3 separate regions of the Mus musculus genome follow, and all the other regions are linked to region 1. The links are chromatin contacts, called in public HiChIP or PLAC-seq maps. All regions are on one chromosome and are shown on one strand. The core of a region is the stretch at or near the end of the contact, and the rest is flanking DNA. Distances in the headings are between cores, read along the strand shown. Region 1 has its middle 6.9 kb from the start of Gm14487. Region 2 has its middle 21 kb from the start of Ptges. Region 3 holds the start of Tor1a (torsin family 1, member A (torsin A)).

Region 1 (4,205 bases), core at 637-3,136:
TCCCTCTAATTTTTCATCGCAGGCACCTTGCACACAGGAAGTGGAGCAGTAAGGGAGGCAGGCAGGAGGAATGGAGTTCTTGGTGCTCCCAGCTCTCCCTTCCTCCTGTTCCTGAATGACTTGGTTTCTCTCCCAGCCCAGTGCTGCCTGCATCAATGTCTGCAGTAGACATGGTGACAACCAGGGACCTTCAGATAAGGGAGAAGGCCTGGCTCGATGAAAACCCCACCCCTTGTTACTCTTAACTTGGGTCACCTGCCACAGACAGGGAGGTCCTCTCCATCCACCGAGTCTGCAGGTGGCTCAGTCCCAAGGGCACTAACTGCCTACCTAGCCTGGCTCTCTTCATGGCCTTTGTCCCTTCCTCCCAGTGGAGCTGTATCTTATCCCCTTCCTGATACATACGAGTTGGCTGTCCTGACTCCTCTGGGGAGTCTCTCTGCCTCTGGGTACCAGTGGCCAGGATTTTTTTTTTTTTGTTTCAGTTTCCACAATCCAACACCAAATGCATCCTCCCCCAAACTTTCATCTGGATTCATACTCTCTGAGCTACCACACTGGGAGCTTGTGACAACCAAGCCTGGCCTTTTAGGGCTCCCCAGGAGTCCACAGTGAGTGTGCCTGGCTGTACCCTTCAGAGGCTCACATCCCAACCTTGCTGTCCTCCAGTGACCCCTGTTGACACCAGGCTGCTGTCATGGTGTTCAGGCTGGAGCTTCTGCCCCCGGCTCTAGCCAGGGGCTTTCTTAGTAGTGACCATCCAGTTGGAAGGGCTGTTCTTTCCATGGCTCCAGGCCTCTGGGTTCTGTGATGTCTGCTTGCCCTGGAGCTGCTGTGGCTACTGTCTGTTCACAGGATTGTGGCCTGCTTACCCATGATGCTCGGGGCAGCCTCTGTGTGGCAGACTGAGGTCTGGATTATTTTCATTTCTCTTCAACCTGTGGCTTGTTGGCATCCATCAGTTCTAGAGACTCATTGGCTGGCTAAGCTACCATCTCAGTCTATGTGGTTTGGGGATAGAGCCCAGGATCTCATACATGGTAGGCAAGGGCTCTATCCACAAGTCATACCCACAGCCCATAGAATCACCTCCCCCCCCTCCCCCGGTTTATCGAGACAGGACTTCTTTGTGTAGCTCTGGCTGTCCTGAAACTAGCACTGTAGACCAGGCTGGCCTCGAACTCACAGAGATCTGCCTGCCTCTGCCTTCCGAGTGCTGGGATTACAGGTGTGCACCACTACCATGAGGCAAGAATCATCTTTAAACATTGTTTCTGTCTACTTCCCTTCTCTCTGAGATTCAATTAAACCCTATCTTTTTTTAGTCTGTTTTTTCCCCCAATCTCTCCATTTTATGCTTCTCTGAAATGCATTTTGGATGTTTTGTCTTAGATGTTTATTTTAGAGGTTTATTTTATGTGTATGAGTGTTTTATCTGAATGTATGTATATGTGTCTACCGTGTGTGTGCCTGGTGCTCTCAGAGATCGGAGGAGGCTGGAATTACAGATGATTGTGAGCTGCCGGGTCGGTGCTGGGAACCTAACCTGAGTCTTCCGCAAGAGCAGCAAGTGCTGAAGAGCTGAGCCATCTCTTCAGCTCATAAACACTTGAAGCATTTTCACATGCCTCGGGTACATGGGGAGGTCAAAGGACAGCTGGCAATCAGTTCTCTCCTTCACCACGTGGGTTTCATGGATCAAACTCAGGCGTCCGTGCTTGGTGGCAAGCCATATTGCTGGACCTGGATATTTCCTTCTGACCTATCTTCTTTTAATCTAATTCTTTCTTTGGCTGAATTGAATCCATTCTCCCACCATCCCTAGATTGTCTTTTCATCCCTTGTTTTAATTGCTTATTACTCAGAGAGGAGATGGAGGGAGGAGGAGGATGTGAGTCACAGGGAGCACGACCCACGATGCCACAGGAAGGAGCTCCATTGATGTGGCTGAGCCCATGGTCCCCAAAGCTTTCGTTCTCCAATTTCAAAGACTGCAGGGAGCCCTAGGGGCTCTTAACTCCTGAAAGGAGGAGGTCTCTGAGTTCTTAAGTGGCCATGTTGTGTAGCTCTGGATGTGGGGTCCCTAAAGGCAGATGGAACACAAGCGAGTGAACAATCCACAAAGAACTGATATCGCAAACTTGCAGCTCTTTGGTTTAATGGCAAGACACCAAAATTCAGATGTGTACAGCACCATCAGCAATGAGTCAGAAATAAAATCTCAGGGCTTTAGTTTATTTACGTACTGGCTTATCATATCGCTGGAGAGCAAATGCAACTACCTGTATGTGCTAGGCTGCTGCTCTACCACTGAGCCACATCCTTGACCTCTGCATCTCCTCGCAGTCATTGTCACAGTCATTGTCACAATCACGTCCAGCACTTCTGGTCTTATTTATCTTTTAATTTTGTGTCTTTATTTGCTTTTATTGTATGACTGTTTTGACTTGCATGTCTGCCTGTCTGTCTGTTCACTGTGTGTGTGTGTGCCTGGTCCCTGTGGACAGAAGAGTGTGTTAGATCCCCTAGGACTGGAGGTACAGAAGGTTGTGAGCCACTGTGAGGGGCCTAGGAACTGATTCTGGGTCCTTTGCAGGAGCACTGACTAGTGCTCATCAGCACCAAACATCTCTCCAGGACACCTCTACTCTGTTCTTTTATGAACTTGCTATATTGTCTTATAGCATTTTTAAAATTAATATATACACACTCTGAGGCAGGAACTTGTTATGTAGCTCAGGCTGGCCCTGAACTCACAATCTTTCTGCCGCAGACTCTTGAGTCACCACACCTGGCTGTTTCTTGTTGCTTTGTGTTCACAGGTGATCGTACAAACTTGCCTTTTATTGGATTTATTTCTTTGAAAACCTTTGGCCAGGTGCAGTAGCTCATACCTGTTGTCCCTGTGCTGGGAAGGCTGTGCTAGGAAGATTGCTGTGTGTTCAAGGCCGGTTTAGGTCGATATCATTATGGAGTGACATCCTGCCTCAAAAACAAAACAAAAAGTAGAGGAGGCTTATCAGGGGGTCTGATGACAGTAGTTCAATCCCTGGGACCCACACAGTGAAAGAGAGAGCTGACTCTCACAGCAAGTGGACCTCTGACCTCTATGTGCATGCCTTGGTACACACACACACTCACACACACATATATACACACAATACACTCACACACACTCACATATACATATATACACATATACACATTCACACATACATATACACACATGCACTCACACATACACTCACACACACATACATACACTCACATTCTCCCCTCACACACATACATACATGCACACACATTCTCCCACACATACACATACTCACACAAACACACACATACACACATTTTCTCACACACACACTCATACTCAGTCGCACACTCTCTCTCTCTCTCTCTCTCTCTCTCTCTCTCTCTCTCTCTCTCTCTCTCCCACACACACATCAATGTTTTAAAAGGGTGTGTCAAGATGGCTCACTGGGCACACTAGTTACTTTTCTGTGCCTGTGATACAACAGGCAAGCACAAGCCGCTTCTAGATGAGAGAGACTATTCTGGCTCACAGTTCCACAGGAGCTCTGTGATGGTGAGGAAGGCGGTAGGAGCAGGAGCTGAGGGGTCACATCGTTATCCAGAGAGGAAACTGGACGTGGTGTGAGACTCTAGACTCTCATCCCCTCCTCCTCCAGGAAGGTACACCTCAAACTATGGACCAAGAGTTCAAATATCCAAGCATGTGGGAGACATTTTTATTTGTAGTGGAGGTGTTTGTTTTTTGAGATATGGTCTCACCCTGTCGACCAGGCAGGTCTTGAACTCACAGAGATCCTCCTGCCTCTGCCCTCTGCGTGCTGGGAGTAAAGGTGTGCACCCCTATGCTCTGCTCAGTTTTCTTGTACACCCCTGTTGGTGTGTGTGTGTGTGTGTGTGTTTTAAGTCTTTATATATGCTCTGGATCTTTCAAACTTTTTTTTTTCCTTCTGTGAATATGCATGCTGTTATGGATGATGGATGTATGTACGGAGGTCAGAGGTTAAGTTCAGGTGTTATTCCTCAGGATTCCACTTCACACCATGAGAGAGGTGTCTCCCTGGATCCTGGGGCCTGTGGATTACTCTAGCCACTTCCCAGTGCTTAGGTTATAACATGTGTGCCACCAAGCCGGGCTCATTTTCAAAAACAAAATGAGAACCGTGGGTTGT
Region 2 (4,385 bases), core at 1,772-4,271, 400 kb after region 1:
GGTGTGGGCCGGAGAGATGGTTTAGTGGTTCAGAGCACTTGCTGCTCTTGCAGAGAACCCAAGTTCAGTTCCCAGCACCCATGTCAGGCTGCTCAAAACTGCCTGTAACTCCAGTTCCAGAAGATCTACACCTTCTTCTGCCCTCACAGAGACACACACATATCATCAAAAATAAACCTGAAAGGGCTAGAGAGATGGCTCAGTGGATAAGAACAATGACTGCTCTTCCAGAGGTCCTGAGTTCAAATCCCAGCAACTACATGATGGCTCACAACCATCTATAATGAGATCTGATGCCCTCTTCTGGTGCATCTGAAGACAGTGACAGTGTGCTCATATACATAAAGTAAATCTTTAGAAAAATTGAAGAGAAAAGAAAAAGAAAAGAGAAGGGAAGGGGAGGGGAGGGGAGGGGAGAGGGGAGGGGAGGGGAGGGGAGGAGAGGAGAGGAGAGGAGAGGAGAGGAGAGGAGAGGAGAGGAGAGGAGAGGAGAGGAGAGGAGAGGAGAGGAGAGGAGAGAAGAGAAGAGAAAAGGTTGATGGTATAAGCCCTTATCTGAAGATGGAAGACAGGAGAAGACCCTCTCCTGCCTTTTGTCCTGGTCCAGCCTGAGTAAGACGGTTGGGCTGGGTGGCGAGGGCCTCTGTGTTTCTGAGTTCAACATTTAACCTCATTTGAAAACACCCAAAGACACATTCACAAATAATGTATTAACCTGGGCATGTGGTGGCTGGTGAGGTTGGCTCAGAAACTTAAGCCACCACAAATCCACTCCTAGGAGGTTTTGAATCCTGACACACCTTCTAAACCACACTTAAGCTCCTCACAATGGCAGGAGAAATTAGAACCCCATCAGGCACGATCCATCTGTCCAGCTCAGCCCCAAAGAGCCTGATTCCTTTTTGGAAGAACAAATTCCCAAGCCTCTCCTTCCCACACTGTGGGGTGAAATCAGAGTCCTTTGGCGCCTCAAGCTCACAGCATTCAGATCATGTGAGCAGTGTGCCCTGCTCATGCCGGGGTGCCTTCCTGCCTTCCTGCCTTCTTGCCTTCCTGCCTTCCTGCCTTCCTGCCTTCCTGCCTTCCTGCCTTCCTGCCTTCCTTCCTTCCTTCCTTCCTTCCTTCCTTCCTTCCTTCCTTCCTTCCTTCCTTCCTTCCTTCCTTCCTCCCTCCCTCCCTCCCTCCCTCCCTCCCTCTCTCCCTTTCTTTCTTCTTCTTTTCTCTTTCTCTCTCTCATTCTTTCTTCCTTTCTTGGCTTGTTGATTTTTTTTCCTTATTTAGTATTTATTCATAAACTTAACACTGAGCCGGGTGTGGTGGCGCATGCCTTTAATCCCAGCACTCGGGAGGCAGAGGCAGGCGGATTTCTGAGTTTGAGACTAGCCTGGTCTACAAAGTGAGTTCCAGGACAGCCAGGGCTACACAGAGAAACCCTGTCTCGGAAAACAAAGCAAAACAAACAAACAAACACACTTAACTCTGCCAGCCAGCTAGACTTGGAAAATATGGAACCCAGAGAACTTCAGTGAGGGCAGAGTTGCAGGGCACTGTGAGCAGATGGGGTGGGGGCACTCTCCTGAGCTACTGGTGGGCCAGATGCCCGCAAGTCAAAAGAACCAGATCTTCCTGCTGCTCATCCCATTCCTAGACCCCAAATGCTCCGCGTCTTCTATAATGTTCACGTCTCCTTTCACTGTTCCGAAGACCACACGCTTGCCACCCCGCTGTCACTCAGTTTTGGCAGTACAGGTGAGAGCCCGGGAGCTATCTGTGTCTGTGCCAGCATTTGTCATGGACAAGATGCCAGGACCTGAATGCTTTAGTATGATGTTCTCAGTCTCAAAGTTCTCCCTGCAGATGGACCCGCTGCCAGTGCCATTATGATGTGTGACGCCACCACCCTGGCGCATGAATCCCGGAATAATCCTGTGGAAGAAGAAACCCTTATATCCAAATCCTTTCTCTCCAGTACTCGGTGTCTTAAGTACATGGTGGAGTTGATCACGGCTGCAACAAGCAGTGACAGGGGGCAGCAGCGCCTGCCAAATTCAGTTGGTTGATTTTTGAGATAGTTTTACAATGTAGGCTGGTTAACCTAGAATTTGCTATGTGGTCATGCTGTCCTTAAACTTACAGAGATCATCCACCTGCCTCTGCCTCTAGAATGTCAGGATTAAAGGTGTATCAAGCCTGGCTTAATAGCTGGTATTTAAGAAATTCGTTTTAACTGGCATTCATGGTGCCTTTAATCCCAGCACTTGGGAGGCAGAGGCAGGTGGATTTCTGAGTTCGAGGCCAGCCTGGTCTACAGAGTGAGTTCCAGGACAGCCAGGGCTACACAGAGAAACCCTGTCTTGAATATATATATATATGTGTGTGTGTGTGTGTGTGTGTATACATATATACATATACTACAGTGCATATACAGAAGTCAGAAGACAACTGTGGGAATATGTTCTCTCCTTCCACCATGTGGGTCCCAGAGATTGAATATGGTCATGAGCTTGGTGACAATCATCTTGACTCCCAGCACCCTTGCAGGCCTGTCTAGCTGATGTTTATAACTGTCTTCCCTGGGCCCTCAGTAAGGCACTTCAGCTGATGTTGGGCCTCAACCATGTGGGGTGACTACTAAGTGCCCTGGGTAATGACAGAGTAGTCATTTTCTTAATCTACACTTTGTGGCTATCATTACTGCATGTATGATCACGTCACAGCACACGTGCAGAGGCCAGAGGACCACTTTGTGGTTCATTTCTCCTCTTCCTCCTGTGAGTTCTGGGAATTGACTTCAGGCTGGCAAGGCAGGTACTGTTCTGGGCTGAGCCATCTCTCCAGCCTCTGCATGGTCTTTAGTCACAGGATGTAGACATAGCACGAGCTCTGCTAACTGGGGCTCCTGTACCAGATGCCTCCTTCTACTTCATTGAGAAACAGGGTCCACTTTCCTCATCCTGGAGAGACCAGAGTGCTCTGCTGCCCTGATTAGTCACCCCAGCTGGCACCATGACTCCCCTTGTCACCTGCTGACTCAGAAGTGTGTTAGCATCCAGTTCCACTGCCATACATTTCCCCTCTGGAGCTAAGACTTCTCTGGAGTTCAGAAAGAACACACAAGGCCAGCGTTTTGCCAGTAAATAGGTCACTGGGCCACAGAAGTCGGCCCTCCACCCAGGTCTGTCCCTTCACCCCGCACCGGTTGTATGTGTCAGGCTCTCTAGAGGAACAGACCTGCAGAATAATGCATATGACAAAGGGGCTTGATTAGATTGGCTTACATACGGACTGGGTTTTCCAACTGGGACTGAAGAAGCTCCGTCTGCGAGGCTGGTGCTGAAGGCCTGGGGGACTCCTGGCACAGTCCATTTGGGAAGATCGAATAAACGGGGTTCTGGCGTTAGCCAGAGAAAGTAGTGACAGAACACATTCCCTCAGCCACAAGTGTCCTGTGGAAGGAGGGCAGCTTTCCTCCAGACTGTTTATATCAGCGCTGAACTGGAGCAATCCTTCTAGAGCATGCTCCCACAGACCCACACAGAGGTGTGACTGTTGGTCGGACCCGGATCCAGTTGACACCGATGAACCATCACCAGGATGAGCTCTAACTCCTGCCCTGGAGTTAGTGAGCTGCATCTAGTGAGCCTTGTCTCAGCCCTGCTGGTGGGAGTTGCCATTGAGTCTTTAAGGTCATCTCCCTGTTTCAATGACGTCCATGAGCGGGGCCTTCTGGCTGTATGTCTCTTACTGTAAAGTAGCCTGGAACTTGTAGCAATCCTCCTGCCTCAGCTCCCTGAGTGTTGACATTCTTGACTATTTTACTTTTTTTTTTTTTTTTAACGTAAAGTCTGGAAACCTAGCGTGAGTTTCGTGCTCACGTATCTCCACTGGCTTCCTGGACTCACTCTGTTTTGGGTACTCAATGACCACGTCTGACTTGTGATGGCCATCATGGGCAGAGCAGGGCTCTGTAATGACAAACTGAGGCTCCTCAAATGCCCATCAGCAATAACTGTGCCAGCTGGAAGGTGTTTCCGTGTGAAACATTATTTTCCTCTGACTATACTATACATTAAATCGATATTTTTATTTACTTTATGGGGGAGGGGTGAGTGCCACAGCTGGAGTATGGAAGGCAGAGGACAGCTTGCAGGAATCAGTTCTCTCCTTCCAGCATGTGGGTCCCAGGGTCAAACTCAAGCTGTTGGGTTTGAGTTGGCTGAGAAGCAAGAAGGAGCCCATGTCGGATCCAACATCTAGTTCCTATATAGTGTGCCTCTCTGAGCCTCAGCTTCTGTCTATAAAACATGCATGAAAGTAGCTGGCCTCTCACTCTCGTGGGATGTTCCAGGCTCTGCAGGAGTTGTGAGTGTCCTAAGGGTTAGTTA
Region 3 (4,346 bases), core at 1,157-3,656, 440 kb after region 1:
TTAGGGTGTTTCCACTGCTCTGTGACCACAATACAGTTCTCCTTTGTATCTAATGTAAGCAGCAACTCTGCAGGTATGGACCAGCTTCCCCTCCCAGCAGCGGTTCTCAACCTGTGTGTCGAGACCCCCGGGGCGCACTTATCAAATACCTGCAGATCAGATATTTGTGTTAAGATTCATAACAGTTACAAAATTACAGTTCTGAAGTAATACCGAAATCATTTTATGAGGAACTGAATTAAAGAGTCACAGCATTAGGAAGGTTGAGAAACTGCCTTAGAGGAACCTACAGTGACCTGAATCATGTGGCAACTCATGGTTCCATACAACTCACTCAGTCGTTAGAACTCCACAGAGAAGGTCTGCCCAGTCTCCTGCCCCAGACTGTGAGCAAGCGCCCACTGCTGCGAGACACCGTTCCAAGCTCTGTTAACTCAACATTTTTTGTTTTGTTTGTTTTGTTTTTCAAGACAGGGTTTCTCTGTGTAGCCCTGGCTGTCCTAGAACTCATGCTGTAGGCCAGGCTGGCCTCGAACTCAGAAATCTGCCTGCCTCTGCCTCCCAAGTGCTGGGATTAAAGGCGTGCGCCACCATGCCTGGCTATGACAACATTTTTGAATCTTCTCCCCAAAGCCATTGAGGAAATGATACTGAGCCCCTATTTTCTCCTCTTCCTCCACCTGACATCCTCTCCATTTCTGTTTTCAAACAGAAGCTTACTATGTAGCCCAGACTAACCTCAAAGGTGTGATCCTCCTGCCTCAGCCTGCTGGGAATACAGGTGTGTAGGAAAACACCCGCTGACCTCAGGCACCAAGATTAAACAACCTGCACAAAGCCACAGTTATGGCCACACAATGCTCAACAGAAAGGGGGTGCACTAACAGACTCGAGGTTGAAGCACCATTCTAAGATAAAGAATGTCCCTGCTCAAGTTAAGTGACAGCCCCTACTGCACAGCTGTAGGGAGGGAGGGACCGAACCTGAATTCAGGTGTGAGCCTGTTATCAGAATTAAACTCCAATAGCAGGTTGCAACAGCTGGGTCAAAGCAAACTTGGCCTCTAGGTTTCCTTTTCACAACAGGGGGCGGGGGGAGGCGACTCCTAAAGACCCTGGAGTTGTTATGTCCCCACTTCCCAGCCAAGTTGTCACCTTACCGAGTCACTTTATGAGTGTCACAGAGGCCACTCATAAAACTTTGGTGGTCTAACTGCTCTATGTATCTCAAACCCTTTGTAACTTACATATCTATCCCCCAGTGCACCCTCGCCACAGCGGGAGTTGTGGGAGTTGGGGTGGAGAGACATAATACAGAACTTCCCACATTCTGGGCAAGTGCTCTATGCCGAGCTACCCCCAGCTCTTGACAGTCCCCTTTAAAACACGGTAGCCTAGCTTCAGCTGTCATTCCTCCAAGGGATATGACCACTTCTGTGCACACCTTTTAAAGAGGAACTGACATACAGAGAGCCATGTTGTGGCTCACTCACTGACGTGGAATTCCCACATCCCACCCCACAACAGAGAAACCCCAATTCCGGGTCATCCGCGAAGGCGGTCAACTTAATGCTCTTGCCTTATACTGTGTGATGTTAGAGGCGTGGGGGAAGTGTAGCGTGGCCACAAACAGGTGTACATAGTCACTGTTCAGTCCGCCCTCGTAAATATTCTCCGCGATGATCTTGCTGGCGAAGTTTTTGCCGGTGCCCGTCCACCCGTGCAGAGAGAGGGTAAGGGGCTTCTTGGGCTTCGGGTTGCTTAGGAAACCAGACACGGCGTTTAGGATGACTTTTTTTGCAAGATGCTGTCCAAAGAGCTTGTTATCCAGATCTTTCTGCAGCGCTGAGAAAGGAAAGATCACTCTGGTCAGGAGAGAAACAAGCTGGCAAAAGGCAGCCCCATTTCCAGGACGTCAGGGCCCGCGGAGCCTGGTTTGGAGAGCGCTGAGGGACCCTGGTGCTGCGAACTCTGCCCTTCCTCGGGGTTGGCCCCAAAGCCAAGCGGAAGAGGTGCCGTGAGGCCGCCCCGGAGAGCTCCGCGCAGGGCTGACACCCTACCCCGGGCCCCGACCACTCATCTCTCAGGCCTCCGGCCAAAGTCTGGCCTGGCAGCGGCGCCATCCCCCTGCCGCAGCATCCCGGACGCCTGGTGCCCGCCTACCCTCCCGGCTGAGGCTCCGCATCTGGCCGCAGCACTCGGCGAAGAGGCAGTAGAGACGAGGGTAGGAGATATAGGTGGTGAGTACGCCGGCCAGGGCCAGACTCAGGCTGATGGGCTCCACCGCACGAACCACGCACGGCGCCAGCAGCAGCAGGGCCAGAGCGGCCCGGCCAAGCTTCATAACCGGACCCGCGCACCTTGCGCGCCCAGCGCCCGCCCAGCGCCCACCGTACCCCGCGCACCGCCCAGACTCGTATTTCCGGTTCCTGCTGGCGGGGCCGCCCTCTTTGTCCGGGGCAGGCAGTCTACCGACGCTAGTGGCTACCATCTTTGTTAAGGGCAAAGTCCCTTCTGCTTCTGAACCTTGATGTTACAGGAATAATATTGAGATTATAGGAATCAGGTGATGATGACTGCTGCCCTATCCCCATCAAGTAACAGTGTTTTAGAACCATTTTTTTTTAATGATGGGCGGAGAGATGGCTCAGCGGTTAAGAGCACTGACTGCTCTCCCAGAGGTTCTGAGTTCAATTCCCAGTAACCACATGGTAGCTCACAACCATCTGTAATGGGATCTGGTGCCCTCTTCTGGTGTGTCTGAAGACAGCGACAGTGTACTGACATACATGAAATAAATAAGTATTAAAAAAGAAATGACGCAGGCACCTGCGTGCATGTGGTGCTCATAAACTCATGTGGGCTTACACACATGCATAAATTAACATGTAAATGAATAAATTTTTAAAAATGAGAGGATAATATAGTGGGTTCCCACATGACCCCCCCCCAACGTGCGTCCCTATCATTAAATCTGACAGGTGCGGTGGGTGGTGTGCACCCTTAACCCCAACACTCTGTATGAGTTGGGGCCAGTCTACAAAGTTTCAAGCAGGTCAAAGCTGCATATTGGATCTTGTCGTTAAAACAAAACAAAACAAAACAGAACAAAACTGACATTTGAGGGCTGGGTATTGTAGCACACACCTTTAATCCCAGCACTCTGGGAAGTAGAGACAGGTGATTGTCTTGGATATCTGAGTTGGAGGCCACCCTGTCCTATACAAGGAATTCCAGGTGCAGTCAGGGCTACAGTGAGAGTCTGACATCTCAAAAAAAAAAAAAAGAGGGATCTGCATCTCATACTTGTTAAAAACCCATGACCAGTATTTTTTTTTAAAGATTTTATTTATTTATGTATGTGAGTATACTGACTTCAGACACACCAGAAGAGGGCATCAGATTTCCACTACAGATGGTTGTGAGCCACCATGTGGTTGCTGGGAATTGAACTCAGGACCTCTGGAAGAGCAGTCAGTGCTCTTAACCACTGAGCCATCTCTCCAGCCCCATGAGCAATATTATTAAATAAAGCCCATAGTTTCTTACCCAGTTTCTTCCTTAGGGAACTGTAGGAATAATGTTATTGTGCACTGTATAAGGATTATCCTTGTATTATTCACATGCTGATTGCTATGCCCTCATATATGGTTGCTATCCTTATTTTGAGAACTGCCTGTCATCAATGTTGTGTAAACATTGCTTCCTAATTATTCAGATTGGTCAATAAAGGGCTGATCAGCCAGTGACAGAACAGGAGAGAGGGAGGAAGTGGGGATTTAGCCATGAGGTGGGAAGTCCAGAAGACATCATAATCATAAAAAACAGCTGGAGCAGAGAAAGCCATAAAATACAACAAGTATCTCAAGGATTGTGGCTGTGAAGTAGTCAGATTAGCTTAAAGGACTAAAATAAACTAATACTGCTCAGTTGTTGTGCCTTAAACCTGTTAAATAAAATTAAATAGTCCTGTCTCAGTTATCTGGAAGCTAGTCGGCTTAAGAGCAAACTGTAACATTTATAAATTACCACTAACAGGGAACACTTTGAGCTCCCCACAGTGCTGACTCTCAGCTTCTCTTGGGTGCTCTTTAAATGACTTTGAGAGTTTTGAGAAATACTAGACACTTGGGGAAGGGGAGTTCTGAGAATGAAACCCTGGGCCCCATGCATTGTAGGCAAATGCTGCATGGAGCTATGCCTCAGACCTTCTGTTTCTTGTTTGGCTTCATATTAAGCTTTCTTTGGGATGGCAGGGTGGGGGCAGGGTTGGCTGGTGGTCAGGGGATGGTAGCTAGGCTACAGGACCTCTACACTCCTAACCTGTTAGCCATCTCCACAGCCTCC

Evidence for each region. HiChIP or PLAC-seq counts read pairs in DNA pulled down with a chosen protein or histone mark.
Region 2: a contact with region 1 is called in a FOXA1 HiChIP or PLAC-seq map of pancreatic cancer cells. The contact joins two enhancer-like sites. A contact is called at or near these places in 5 of 39 promoter capture datasets (the HPC-7 cell line, HPC-7-derived erythroid cells, maxillary cranial neural crest and 2 more) and 1 of 115 datasets of contacts at active chromatin or transcription factors (pancreatic cancer cells).
Region 3: a FOXA1 HiChIP or PLAC-seq map of pancreatic cancer cells shows a contact between it and region 1. The contact joins the promoter of Tor1a here to the enhancer-like site in region 1. A contact is called at or near these places in 2 of 39 promoter capture datasets (hippocampal neurons and second pharyngeal arch cranial neural crest), 4 of 115 datasets of contacts at active chromatin or transcription factors (cardiomyocytes, embryonic forebrain, large pre-B cells and 1 more) and 1 of 9 other capture datasets (adipose tissue).

Annotation. Positions count from the first base shown.
Region 1 is chr2:30,525,770-30,529,974 of GRCm38.p6, forward strand. No RefSeq gene overlaps it. Among named protein-coding and RNA genes, the nearest start is that of Gm14487, 6.9 kb to the right of the region's middle. Within about 2 kb of position 1,887, at least 28 of the 459 cell types and tissues checked have an H3K27ac peak or open chromatin away from gene starts, as enhancers often do. A contact at or near this core is called in pancreatic cancer cells, where this site is marked.
Region 2 is chr2:30,922,385-30,926,769 of GRCm38.p6, forward strand. It overlaps a transcript of Ptges not described here and the pseudogene Gm13400. Among named protein-coding and RNA genes, the nearest start is that of Ptges, 21 kb to the left of the region's middle. Within about 2 kb of position 3,022, at least 26 of the 459 cell types and tissues checked have an H3K27ac peak or open chromatin away from gene starts, as enhancers often do. A contact at or near this core is called in pancreatic cancer cells, where this site is marked.
Region 3 is chr2:30,965,512-30,969,857 of GRCm38.p6, forward strand. Tor1a (torsin family 1, member A (torsin A)) reads right to left here and starts at 2,407. Exons shown (of 5, transcript NM_144884.2): 1 at 2,163-2,407; 2 at 1,579-1,844. The coding sequence starts at 2,343.